Regions from separate parts of the Mus musculus genome. Here all the other regions are linked to region 1. The links are chromatin contacts, called in public promoter capture Hi-C maps. All regions are on one chromosome and are shown on one strand. Each heading gives the region's core, a stretch centred on a gene start, on an enhancer-like site or on the middle of the called end of the contact. The rest is flanking DNA. Distances are from core to core; before and after follow the strand shown. Region 1 holds the start of Zkscan8 (zinc finger with KRAB and SCAN domains 8). Region 2 holds the start of H2bc12 (H2B clustered histone 12). Region 3 overlaps Prss16 (protease, serine 16 (thymus)). Region 4 holds the start of Zfp184 (zinc finger protein 184 (Kruppel-like)).

Region 1 (3,210 bases), core at 503-3,002:
AATGTACCCTATTTGCAGACTGTAGATAGATATAATCAAATTAACATGAAGTTATAACTGAAATAAGATAGGTCCTCAATCCAATATGACTGGTGTACTGTTAAAAAGACACGGGGCTCTGAGGGACCGTTCAGGAGATAAAGGTGCCCACTGCTGAGCCTGACAACCCGAGTTTACTTTCCCAGAACCCACAAGGTGGAAGGAGAAGACAGACTCCTGCAATTGTCCTCTGACCTCCACTACGGTACTGTGGCATGAGTGGACCTTACCTATCCTCCCCAAACAAAACAAAATTCTCTAAGGTTGTTTTCAAACTGGTGATTTCCCAACCCTAGTACAGCATGCAATTAATTACGGGCATGCACCAACATACATGGCCATTTCATTCTCCTCTCTAATAATTTTGTGCATACACATTGCAGTGTTGGAAAGTACCTACAGAGAAACACTGATCCCTACACACCATCCTTGAAGAACATCTGGTCAGGATGATTGCCTTATGAACGGAAAGGCAACAATCTTAGGCTTATTCGGGATCGAAAATGTTAAAGCCTTGAAAACTAAGGAAGGCACAACTCAAATACTGGCTTCTCAAGAGATGCAGGAGATGTACTTTCCTTTCTGATTAATTAAACTTGAGAGATGTCTGAGAACCGAATACAAACCAGGAATGATAATCTCCAGGTTTTAGAGATTAAGAAGAAGTAGATGAAACAAACATGCTTTGTAGTTATCTGAAATGGCATTCATTCATTTTGTTTGTTTGTTTTGGAGATTTTAAAAGTTATTTTAATAAGGCTTGAGCATGAGGGTTAGGAGAAAGGCACTCAGGAGAGGGCCAGACGCACAAGCGTGGCTATGGGCTTCTCAAGGAAGTTGCTTTGATGAATGCTTTTAAGACTGACATTTTTATATTTAACCACAAGGAACTCAAAACGTGCACATTCACTAAAATGATGATTGCTGCATAGCAATACTTAAGTGAATCGGACAAATAGAAGTATGTGGTCAAGTGGTGGTCAACGTCTTAGAAATCCAACAGAGATTACTCATGAATGACCCGAGTTTTGGGAATGGGAACCTACCGAATTTTCAAGATTCTATTTCAGTTAGCTTTAATAAACTAGGTAAGCAAAGTATTCTGAATAAGGTTTAATTTTGTTACCCCAGAATTACTTAAAGTATTTCTTTTGCATACAACTGTTCAGCCATTACATGAACTACTTTCATAATATACTTCTTTTATGGGTAGAAAAAAAAAAAAAAGAGTAACAAAAAAAAAAAAAATCAAAGATTTCCACGTGGGGTAGAGGCTTCAAAAGAAAAAAATTATTATCTTTAAAAATGAATTTTGAGACCGATCGGCAAAACTGCTGAGTAGAAACAGTTGGTACACGGGCCGGCTTTACAAGTAAGAGCGAGTGCAAAATTATATACATGATGACTGGCGATGAGGAGAGCCATCCCGTAGGAAGTTGGGGCCGGGTGTCGGCCTGCTCAGCGGCGGCAGGCCCTGAACCGACCCGCTCCCCGCTCTCGGGCCTCCGCTGCCCGAGCGCCCCTGCTCGGCCCAGCGCACTCACCGAGAGCTCCCCACGCTGCCCGAGGGCGGGAGGCGGCACAGCGCGGACAGGGAAGCGCGCGAGGAGACGCGACGGACACCGAACCCGAGCGGGACCCCTGCAGCCGCTAAGTTCCAAACCCTTGGAGCCGCAGAGCCGGGCAGCACGCATCTTGCCCCACAGCCACTTCCGGAAGCTCTCTAGGAAGCTCGGAGGTCTGACAGCTCTATGGTAGGCCAGCAAAAGGACCGAGCGCCCTCAGCTACACCAGGTGGAGGGCGGCTATGCGGGACATCCTGAGGAGTGACATAGCTTTAAGTCACCTAAGCTTTTGTCTGGCCAGCCTCGGGCTTCAGGTGACAAGTTTAAGAGTTGGGTGGCTGATCACAGATCCAGAGGCCTGCGCTGGGCTCAGGAGTATACTTAACGGATTTCTCTTTATTCTTCTTAGTTACCTTGTGCTTTCCCATTAATGCTTCATGATTACTCCAAATTCCCAACTTTCACTGCGTATTGAAGAATTTAAACCTTTGTAGTTCCTAGGAACAGTAGTATATTTATAAAGTTCCTACTGACCATTGCTTTCTCTTTGACTATGAGTGTTCTCATCCTCCAGATACTTATGGTTGGAAACAACAAAACGTCTACAAAATAACCAGACCCCTAACTTAAAATTTAAATAGAAAATTGGTGGAAAACAATGAACATTGGTTTACTTTTTAATGTCAAAGACAACTTTTATCTGTTTCAACTTGTTGAGATAGAGTTGGTGAATCTCATTCTCATCTCGAGGAAATGAGGCAGAGGACATGTGAATGTCTTACCTAGTGTCATATAAACGAATGGACAAGCAAAGAACTAGAACAGAAGGGAGAAGTCATATTCAGCCAGGAATTGCCAAGCTTGGGTCACAAGTGAACACAATAGACAGGGTTACATTTTGTTGTTTTGCTAGTTTAGATCAAGTCTCTCTGTAGCCCTAGCTGGCCGCAGGGCAAACTTCCTGCCTCACCTTCCCAAGTGTTGGGATTAAAAGCATAAATCAAGTGATTATAAATTTGGGATTATAAAATTGGTATTATAAATGTAAGTCAATACAAATAGGTTAAAGCCTTCTGAAGTTGATTCCTCTTTCAAAACAACTAAATTAGAAATAAAAGAATATTTGACTCATATTCTTTGATTCAAGTTTTTAAATGATGATTGAAGTTTTGCCCACATTATGGGCACTCGTGGTCTCTAAGGTAGATTCTGTCTATTAATCCTGAGCACTAAGTAATTTTTGGTACTGTTCTCTTTTTAGTAGAACTAATTTACTCTATAAATTCTCTGATACCTAGTTAGAGCCTAACTTATACAGGCTTTCCACACTTTATGTACCCATAGGGTTTTAGCCTATATGGATTCTCTGATGTTTAATAACACCTCTGTGCCCACTGAGATCTTTCCCATACTCTATGTTTATAGGACTTCAGTGTGTGTTCTATAATTTCCAACAAGATGTTCTTGTTGAATGAAGGTTTTTCTGCATTTATTACATGTACTGGCTGGTTCTGTGTGTCAACTTGACATAAATTAGATTCATCAGAGAGGAAAGAGCCTCAGTTGAGAAGATGCCTCCATGAGATCCAGCTGTAGGTCATTTTTT
Region 2 (3,210 bases), core at 498-2,997, 500 kb after region 1:
TTACACTCTCTCTCTCTCTCTCTCTCTCTCTCTCTCTCTCTCTCTCACACACACACACACAGGACTGGTCCTTTCAGGTCTGGTGGGACTAACTGACTAAATCACTCTCTTATATTCTGATATTGCCAGTCACCGACATGCTATTCTCAGAAACTCTTCTCTAAACTCAGAGTCCGATTTCCACAAGTCCATAAATGTACAGAATTTCCTGTTTCATGGGCTGCTGTTGGAACTCCTTTTCCAGCTTCTCTCTTTGCAAGTGGCTGGCGTTACTGAAGTTCTCAGTAGTGACACACTAGGTCACACCAACTGCTTACAATTTTGTAGCCTCTCAGATCAATAATACTGAACTTGGAATCATTATTTCAACACAATTAATTAGGCTCTATTTTTAGAAATGAACTGCAGAGCACACATATTCTTTACACTGTTTTGTTAAATTTTATTCTTGGGTCAAGTTGAGGACTTTATCCCCTTCGTTACCAGGCAGGCTCTTACCCCCCCTCCCCCCCCCGAGTTTCTGCTCCTTTGAGCAGTAAGATTTGTGAAAACATTATGGGGATTTAGAAGAAAAAAAAAGTAACTTAAAATTGATCGTTTACTTCTGGCTAGCAGGTGGGCATGCACACACACCAGTTAAGCAGCATTAAGACCTGTAAAGTCTTCTAACATGTTCTGCTGCAAAGTGGAAAAAAAAAGTAAAACCTCATCTGTTGAAGGTTAACCAGACCTGGTGTCTATGATAGATTATGCCAGCTTGGGAAGGTCAAAGTCCCAATATCCAAGGCAGAGGCAGACTGGCTTGTCCTACAGTGGGTTTTAATGAGATTGTCTGAAAAAACAAAAAATACTTGATGAAAAAAAGACCAAGAAAGCAGTTTCAAGATCCAAATATTCCTAGAAGGGTTAAACTTGAATGCTTAAGTCCCACGCGGAGAGAACACATTTACACTGGACTGCAGCTTACTCACCACGTGGTTGGAATTAGTACTATCACTTCACAAAGGAGATCTTAGATTTACATGTACCAGCTTCTTTCTGGACTTTGTGTGTGGCTCTGAAAAGAGCCTTTGGGAGATATTGAAACCTGCTTCACTTGGCCTTGTGGTGGCTCTCGGTCTTCTTGGGCAGCAGCACGGCCTGGATGTTGGGCAGGACGCCGCCCTGCGCGATGGTCACGCGGCCCAGCAGCTTGTTGAGCTCCTCGTCGTTGCGGATGGCCAGCTGCAGGTGGCGCGGGATGATGCGCGTCTTCTTGTTGTCGCGGGCCGCGTTGCCCGCCAGCTCCAGGATCTCGGCCGTCAGGTACTCCAGCACGGCCGCCAGGTACACCGGGGCGCCGGCGCCCACGCGCTCCGAGTAGTTGCCCTTGCGGAGCAGCCGGTGCACGCGGCCCACGGGGAACTGCAGGCCGGCCCGGGAGGAGCGGGTCTTGGCCTTGGCGCGAGCCTTGCCGCCCTGCTTACCGCGTCCAGACATATTGTACAACTTAAAACTTCCCTGGTAAGCGTTAGCTAAACAGCAGAAACAAAGGGAAACTCTGTAGATTTTTATAGTCAAGCCAGGGCGCGAAAAAGGAGGCCCGTCATTGGTTAGCATTGTGAGTTCAACTTAACCAATGGAAACGAGGTTTTGGGAGTTGTGTATTCTCATTGGGTAAAAGCAGGCTCAGCCTTTTCTCTGAGTGACCACTACCCAGACAAGGGCATTTCACTTTATTTGCATACGAAGTTCTAGATAAAGAGTACCCGTGGTGTTCCTATCTGCTTGTCCTGTTGGGTGTTCAGCTTTGTTTTCTATTCATTTCTACGCCATGCCTGAGCCTGCGAAGTCCGCTCCCGCCCCGAAGAAGGGCTCCAAGAAGGCCGTCACCAAGGCCCAGAAGAAGGACGGCAAGAAGCGCAAGCGCAGCCGCAAGGAGAGCTACTCGGTGTACGTGTACAAGGTGCTGAAGCAAGTGCACCCCGACACCGGCATCTCCTCCAAGGCCATGGGCATCATGAACTCGTTCGTGAACGACATCTTCGAGCGCATCGCGAGCGAGGCGTCCCGCCTGGCGCATTACAACAAGCGCTCGACCATCACGTCCCGGGAGATCCAGACGGCCGTGCGCCTGCTGCTGCCCGGGGAGCTGGCCAAGCACGCCGTGTCGGAGGGCACCAAGGCTGTCACCAAGTATACTAGCGCCAAGTAAACTTCTCAATAGGGTTGACGTCTAGCACCAAAGGCTCTTTTAAGAGCCACTAAACCACCAGTATTAGAGCTGCAAACATGAATTCACCTTCGAGTACGGCTCTTGATTCCTGTGGCAGGTGTATGTAGTGTTGAATGCACTACAGAGTTGCTTGTCTCGGTCAGGGTCTCCCAGTTTTGTGTAAGCCACAATGACCTTTTGACTTAAAGTTATATTGTATTCTGGCGTAATTTGTTCAAAATCAGGTCAGGGCTGAGGGTGTAAATTCAGCTGGGAGAGTGTTTGGCATACCTGAAGCTCAGCTTAGTCCCCATTGCTGCGTAAGTTTGGATGAGGTGGAGCGCATCTATAATGCTTGTGTTCTGGTAAGTAGAAGTAAGATTAGGATCTTAAAATCGTGTTCTGTGTTAGAAATTCTGGCTAGGTTAGCTTACAAGATCCGGTCTCCTGTTAAAAAAAGTTAAATGGAGGCTAGTTAAGCCAAACCAGACAAAACCAACGATTTAAACCTTGCTGTAGTTGTGCCTGCCTTTATTTGAACCCAGCACTCTGAAGGCAAAGCCAGGTGGATGCCTGTTTGAGGCCGGTCTAGTCTACCGAGTGAGTTTGAACAGTCAGGGCTGCACAGTGAAACCCTGGGGTGTGGTGTGGAGGCAGAGGGGACCCATGGGGGACAATTTATTTAAAGGGAAACATTTTTGCCTCTTCCCTGTCTAAGCTTTAAGGATACAGATATTGAGAATACAGGATGGATTGCTTTCTCCTGGAGGTGATCTTACAGGTGAGCAAGGTCAGACTGGAATATTTTATCAAGCAGAACAAGTTTTCTATCCATCCAAGTCTTTATTAGAAATTTGCCTGTTAGGTTAATATTCTGAAAACATATAAAATGACTGTAATCACTTCTTGAGTGCTTATCAACATGCCAAGCATATGAACCCATTTAATTTTTTTTTTTTCGAGACAGGGTTTCTCTGTGTAGCCCTGGACCAGGCTGGCCTCGAACTCAGAAATCC
Region 3 (3,210 bases), core at 371-2,870, 470 kb after region 1:
CAGGCAATGTCCTCTCTCCTGTAACAAGTGCTGGGAACACCTAGCTATGTGGGGCAGAGAACCCCAAAGTAGAGCATTCCCTGCTTGATGAAAAACTGGGGGGAGGAGATTAGAAAAGCTAATTGATCTTAGATCTTCTTTCCAAGTCAGTCCTGGAATCGAGCTCCTTTCTCACGTTGTACAGACCTACAAAGTAAAAGAAATGCATTTCTATCTGCACCTTTGTCCTGTGAATTTCCTGGAGGAGTTGAAGGCTGGCTGAGATTACACATCGTGGGCTAACTAGCTCTATGGACTCCAGCACATACTGGATTAGTAAACATGAGACGTGTTCTGTGTCTGACTGACAAGGCTGATGTCATGCTGTGTTCCTCCTGGTCCTTTTTTTTTTTGTTATCTCTGCCAGTCTTACATATGTAAGTGCAAATAGAGCATTTACAATCATCTGGGCTTCATCTAACCCAGAAGTGAGCCTTCATAAAAAAACCCCTGTAGTGCTCACTTAATGCATTTATTTTAATTGTATATCTGAGATTAAAACATAAAGGCAAAAGAAAAATAATAACAAAATTTCTCTGTTCTGATAAAATAAGATACATGTTGCTCTTGCTCACCCTCCTTCCCCACTGTCCTTTGACCTCCTCCTTTCATTGGTCTCCCTTCTCCTCTACAGTCGTCCTCTTTCAGTTGATGTGGTTTCATTAAATTATTGGTTTTGCAAGTCTGGGAGACTTGCCTCTAGGAACAGGTTGGGAAAAGAGGGAGGCTGTGCTTGAGATTTTTTATTTTTTTTTAAAGCTTTTTTAAACCAGTAAGAGTGAGGTCCAGACATGTCACCCTGGACATCTCATCTCGAGACTGGCAGGAGTAAGAATTACTCCCTCCCTGATCTGGCCTGCATGCCCAGAGGCACATAGCCTTACAACTCCCACCTCCACCACTGTTTAAGTAGACACTAGCCTGGTGGCCAACTTACAGGTTTAATTTCCCCTCTTCCTATAAGGACATGTCTAGCAAGCACCTGGAATTCCTCTTCATGTAAATGAGGCATTCCCAGCACCTCAGTCCCAGCAAATGATGTACACTCATCCTAAAATCCCCCAACCCACTTCCCAGGTGTGCAACAGTGCCTGAATACCTGGAAGGCAGGAGCAGAACCGGTCAGACACATGAGACCTATCCAAAAGGCCTGAGAATGTTAGAGCGAAGAAGATTGACCGAATCCATGCAGGTCTCACACTGCAAGGAACTTTGCAGACGGCACATGCAGCATAGTAGGAGGGAAACCCCAAGTATGTGGATTCTGCATGGAGTGCATGATTCTCTTTTTGGGGGGGAAGGGCAGCATGACTCTCTTAACAGATGATAAGCACACACCATGTGCAAGGCCATCACACACGCTACAGTTAGACCTGGTGAGGAAATGTGGTTAGAGGCTAATAAAAGACCCAGGGTGGTTTCTGTAAGCAGAACTAAGGTTAGCCCTAAGTGTTAAAACTTGTTCTCTGGGTTTGAACTTCCTCACAGAGAGAGAGGTTACACCTTTTCTGTCTAGCCTTCCCTCATTCTCAACCTGCCCCTTAGAGTCTGTCACTCCCCTGGACTCCCTATGTCCTAGTATTAGTGGCAGCTGCTCATAGGGGTGAGCTGTGCTACAGCCTAAGAGACTAGCTTTGGGACCAACCCCCAAACTGGAACGTAGAAAACCAGGGGGACTAGCCAGAACTCAAGACTTTTCAGGCAAGAAGCTAGAGTACTGGAGAGTGGTGACATTTGCTTGTGGGGAGAAGAAGGGAGTAAAGAAGGTACTAAAGGAAGATCAAAAGAAGGAGGAGGTTTGTGTAGCCTCCCATTTCCTCCAAACGGAAACACACAGAATGCAGGGACAGACTATTGGTTCCCTTTCCTAGAGCTGTGACCACATAAGTGACAGGAAACACTGAGGGAAGGGCGGGGCTTGCTTTGGCTCGCATTATGGAATACAGCCCATCACAGTGGCAGAGGTATTCGAGCTGGGCTGTGAGGCAGCTGCTCACATCATGCCCACAGTCACAGCAGAGAGAAATGAATGCCGGTGCTCACCATTTCTTTTATTCAGCTGGGAGTTCAGTAATGGGTGTTACCACCATTTCAGGCGGGTCTTTCCTCTTCAGTATAACTTTACTGAAAACGTGCTCAAAGGTAGTCAGTCAGTCCAGGGTTATGTTTCCATGTGATTCTAAATTCAGGTAGGCTGACAATGAAGTTCAACTACCACAGACTAAAACTCAGGAGAGACAGAGTCAGGATGTGAAGAGTTCTATGCAGTAGGTGCCAGTCAAGAATGAAGAGACAGAATTTAAGCCAGGTTCTTATCTGGGAGAAGGCGGCTCCAGCATGGAAAGCCACATTCCCCTGACATTTACCATACAGAATATCACTACCTACAAAGGACAGTAATCATTTGCCTACATTTATACTAATCCGTGACAAAGAACTTCTAGTTGGCAATGAAGATAAATTGAGAACAAGCAGGCAGAACAGGCACTGAGTCCCACGTCTAGGAACTTCCTCCTTCCAAACAGCTGTTTTCTCTTCTACAGTGAAGAAAAATGCCAGGATGCAGTTCCTGTGATGGGACTGTCAAAGGGCTGGGTTTTGATCCCACATCAACTCTGGCTCTTCTTTATATCTTTGAGCCAATCCTGTAATTGCTGGGAGATTTTCTGTGAAGAAGAGATGGAGAACATTCTGGAGTCAGAACTCAGCACCAGTAAAAGATGAGTTATACAAATAAGTATGTGAGTGAGAATATAAAACATTCAGGATCTTTTCTCTTACCTGACGTCCCAGGCGGAGGCTGGGAGAGTCTGAAGGCCTCATAGGTGCCATATCGAAGCAGTGGGAAGCACTAGGAATTAGAAGGGCTGGCTCAGACAGTCCTAAGTCCTGTGTTACGCTCAATACATGCCAAGGATCTGTGTCTCCTGGAAAGAAAGGAGAGGATGGCACTGCACTGAGACTACAATGTTGTAGAGCCAGGCCCTGGTGGTACACTCACCATTAACAAACAGTACTTGGGTGGCTCCAGGGCTCTGACCACCATAATAGGAGTTTGTCTGGGCCACAGCCTGGGCAACAGATGCAGGTGAGAGGCCAAACACTTGTTCACACAGCTCTAGCTGGAAGGGCAGTGCTGGGAGCTGGGAAAAAGGACACTGAAGACCCTCA
Region 4 (3,210 bases), core at 376-2,875, 410 kb after region 1:
AATTCCAAAATTGTCATTACAGTTTTCAAATATCTCCCAGTCTGGATTTTTCAGTGTAGTAAACAGACATGTGGTTGACTGTCCTAACCATGAGAATATATGAAAGATGACTGTAGCTGTTTCCCATGCACCTCACTTCCATCTGAGTCATCACTAGAATCTAATGTCTATATAGCATCCATTTTTTAAAGGCATTTGAGACTTTTTAAAAAATAATTTATTTATTATATGTAAGTACATTGTAGCTGTCTTTAGACACCAGAAAAGGGCCTCATATGTTACTACAGATGGTTGTGAGCCACCATGTGGTTGCTGGGATTTGAACTCAGGACCTCCTGAAAAGCTGTTAGTGCTCTTACCCGCTGAGCTATCTCACCATCCCCAGCATCCATCTTTTAAGAATAATTTAGTTTAAATGCTATAACTCAGTAATTCTTCTAGCTTCTACTCATAATCAAATTTCAAAGTCACTTTCATGTGTCCAGGCATTTATTTCAACAGAGCCCCATTCCCAGAACCAAAACCTGTGAGGTGCTCCTAGCCAGCAAACAGAAAAGCTAGTGTTAGAAGTCTGGTCCTAAGCATGCAGTCTTCTATAAATTCTAGTTCCAAGGGCTCCTACATCCTTTTCTGGACACCAAAGCATGTCCCTTCACATATGCCCACAAACAGACACATAAAATCAATTAAAAAAAAAAAACTAAACATGATTGCTGTTTGCATTCTCTTTTTTATCGAATGTCTTGTTGCAACCATTTCTCTAAATATCATCCCCTTTCCTTAAAGTTTTCATGTGTAGCATTATCATTTCCAGGTCTGGTGCTCTCAGCTAAGGAGGGGAGCCACTTTAGCCCTTCTGTCAAATAACTGGGGAGGAACAGAAGCCCTTAGATGAGTGGGCCACATCTTTGAAACATAAAAACCTATTTGTTGCAATCTTCTGTGTTCGTCTAGAGCACTAATGGATATGCTTTAAGTGCTAGGCAAGGAAACGTGCAGTATGTAAAATACTGTACCATCACCTTCTCCCGGCTTCTTTAGTATTTAAAAAAAAAATGAGAGTCGTTTTTCGAAGACATGAAAACGAAAAAATATTTTCAAAACGACAAATACCATATAAATGAGAATGCAGACCAACCAGGTAATAAAAGTAGGGTTGAACGATGAAATGTACGCTTGCATTTTGAAATTCTCTGTGAGGGGAGGTCAGATCCTTAGGAGGTGGAGAAGGTGGATCAGGATTTCAAGGCCAGCCACATGTATATAGCAAGTTCGAGACCAGCCTGAGGGGCATGGTACTGCCCCCAACATCTCCGCCCAAAACCCTGAGGGTGTGTGAATATTGGTTACAAACGCTATATATGGCCACCTCTGCTCACAATCCAAATCACTGGACACAAACGGTAGGCAGGTTCAACCTCCCGAGCCACCAGGAGGGACTGCAGCATTTGTGGAAACCTGGGAAAAGTAATTCAGAAACACTGCGCGTTGCATTCTGGGAATTGTGGTCCTTTGTGTTCCCCGGTGAGGCGCTCCTGTGTGTTGCGGGGAGGGGGAAACCAAGGGAAAGGGTCTACGCGACCGGAAGTGACCGCTAAGCCGACTGTGGGCGTGGAAAGGGGTGGGCGTTTGGCTCGTCCCACGGCGTAAACTCACAGCCTGAGTTTTGATGACCATCCCAGGTCATCTGGATCCAGGATCCTTGGAGTGCGTCACAAGACTGGAGTCCAGGTATCACCATGGCAACCACCAGCGCCTTGGGTGTGTGACGTCACCTTGCGGGCTCGCGTAGTGCGGCATGCGCGGGAGGAAGCCGGGGAGTCAGGGAAGGGGGCGCGCCTCCCCTCGGCGTTGCCGGGGACCGCGGGTTCCCCAAGGCTTTGTTCCTTTGTTCTGGGCCGGGCCAGCAAAATGCGGAGCAGCCCGCCTTTCTGGTGTGCCCCGCAACAGGTGTGTCTGGCCGCCTGGGAAAGTGGGAGATCGCAGACCCTGTGGAGGGCGGGTGGCCAAGACTAGGTGGGCGCCCAGAGTCTCTACTGCAGCGAGGCAGAGCTGTTCGCTCCCTATTCACTTTTTGTTTCTTGTAGCAATCCAAACTTCCCCTGTGCACGTCCGATCTTGGACAGGACCTCTTGGCTACTCTGTACGAGTCTGAGGTGCGACTGTAAGACGCGTGCTGCAGAGTGTATCCTGTGCCTGGTAGGCCAGTCTCGTAGAGCATAAGACACCTACTCTGGAAGGAGAGCGGGACATCCAAGTCCCAAACTGAAGCTGCCCAGGTATCCACGTGTCCAAGTTCTAGCGGAAGACGTAGAGCTCCTGGGATGGCAGGTAATGGCAATGGCCAGGGCAGAGAGGACTGGTGTATGGCGAACTGAGAGGTGGGAGGAAGAAGTAATGTGGCCAGGGGTAAAGAAACCTAATTACATCATCGAAAGAGGCTTGAAAGAATTAATTCTGAGTTCTGGACATCAGAATTTGAAAAGGAACAACAGTTCAGAATATCTGATCCTCTTGACATTTCTCTTTTATTACATTTCCGAATAGAAAACTTTAGTCAGAAAAAAAAAGGTGTTTTAACTTATTGCAAAGATTAGTTTTGAAATATCTTGCAGAAAGCAATTTTTTCAAGCTTGTTCTGGTGCAAGTGTGTGTGTGGACTTAAACTCACCATTTGGGTGCAAATGTTTCCTTGTTTTTTAGTTCCTTTTACTAACAGTGCCTAGTCCTGTAACCTGTGTGTAGATCTTAAAAGCACCAGATACTGTCAGTAATTTTACAATGATGCCGTTACCTGTGAATTCAGCTGTTAGAACTCCTAAGTTCCCTGTCAAGCAGCCTAAGTCTCATTTCCTATGATAGGTCCATATAAGATCGCTAGACTTCTTTGAGTAGTCTTTTCCTAGTTAGCATATTTCTTACATTGCAATGCCTAAAACTAAACAGTTCTTTAAATGTCCTTTTAAAAATACCTAAGAGTATGATCTATTACTATCTTTCCCTTATCACATTTTTGTTAATTTTTTTAAAAAGATTTTGTTTTATGTGTATAAGTGTGTGCTTGCATGTCTTTACTTTCGTTAGGTATGGGAGAGTGTCACTGAATAAACTCACTGGGACCCACAAGGTTTTGCGTCCTTAGTGCTGGGATTAAAGGCATGCACTATTATACCCTACTGTTTACTCATGCTTTATGTGAAGCAGAGAGGA

The links. Promoter capture Hi-C pulls out the DNA fragments that hold promoters and counts their contacts. Capture Hi-C pulls out chosen DNA fragments and counts their contacts.
Region 2: a contact with region 1 is called in a promoter capture Hi-C map of second pharyngeal arch cranial neural crest. The contact joins the promoter of H2bc12 here to the promoter of Zkscan8 in region 1. A contact is called at or near these places in 9 of 39 promoter capture datasets (the 3T3-L1 cell line, cranial neural crest, frontonasal cranial neural crest and 5 more), 7 of 484 Hi-C or Micro-C datasets (B cells, CD4 T cells, cerebellum and 4 more), 2 of 115 datasets of contacts at active chromatin or transcription factors (astrocytes and bone marrow-derived macrophages) and 2 of 9 other capture datasets (liver and macrophages).
Region 3: a promoter capture Hi-C map of pre-B cells shows a contact between it and region 1. The contact joins the enhancer-like site here to the promoter of Zkscan8 in region 1. A contact is called at or near these places in 3 of 39 promoter capture datasets (neural stem cells, neutrophils and pre-B cells).
Region 4: a contact with region 1 is called in a promoter capture Hi-C map of adipose tissue. The contact joins the promoter of Zfp184 here to the promoter of Zkscan8 in region 1. A contact is called at or near these places in 4 of 39 promoter capture datasets (cranial neural crest, hippocampal neurons, liver and 1 more), 1 of 484 Hi-C or Micro-C datasets (pre-B cells), 1 of 115 datasets of contacts at active chromatin or transcription factors (microglia) and 2 of 9 other capture datasets (adipose tissue and liver).

The regions. Positions count from the first base shown.
Region 1 is chr13:21,529,362-21,532,571 of GRCm38.p6, forward strand. It overlaps Zkscan8 (zinc finger with KRAB and SCAN domains 8), which reads right to left and starts at 1,753. Exons shown (of 6, transcript NM_139141.4): 1 at 1,584-1,753. Gm32724 (a long non-coding RNA gene) reads left to right here and starts at 1,708. Exons shown (of 5, transcript XR_001780870.1): 1 at 1,708-1,793.
Region 2 is chr13:22,034,074-22,037,283 of GRCm38.p6, forward strand. H2bc12 (H2B clustered histone 12) reads left to right here and starts at 1,748. Exons shown (of 1, transcript NM_175665.2): 1 at 1,748-2,247. The coding sequence starts at 1,814. The coding sequence ends at 2,194. H2ac12 (H2A clustered histone 12) reads right to left here and starts at 1,570. Exons shown (of 1, transcript NM_175659.2): 1 at 1,049-1,570. The coding sequence starts at 1,479. The coding sequence ends at 1,093.
Region 3 is chr13:22,000,106-22,003,315 of GRCm38.p6, forward strand. It overlaps Prss16 (protease, serine 16 (thymus)), which reads right to left. Exons shown (of 12, transcript NM_019429.2): 10 at 3,041-3,210; 11 at 2,821-2,966; 12 at 2,071-2,705. The coding sequence ends at 2,649. Among named protein-coding and RNA genes, the nearest start is that of n-TQctg1, 5.1 kb to the left of the region's middle. Within about 2 kb of position 1,621, at least 64 of the 459 cell types and tissues checked have an H3K27ac peak or open chromatin away from gene starts, as enhancers often do. A contact at or near this core is called in pre-B cells, where this site is marked.
Region 4 is chr13:21,943,469-21,946,678 of GRCm38.p6, forward strand. Zfp184 (zinc finger protein 184 (Kruppel-like)) reads left to right here and starts at 1,626. Exons shown (of 6, transcript NM_183014.1): 1 at 1,626-1,731; 2 at 2,088-2,331. The coding sequence starts at 2,325.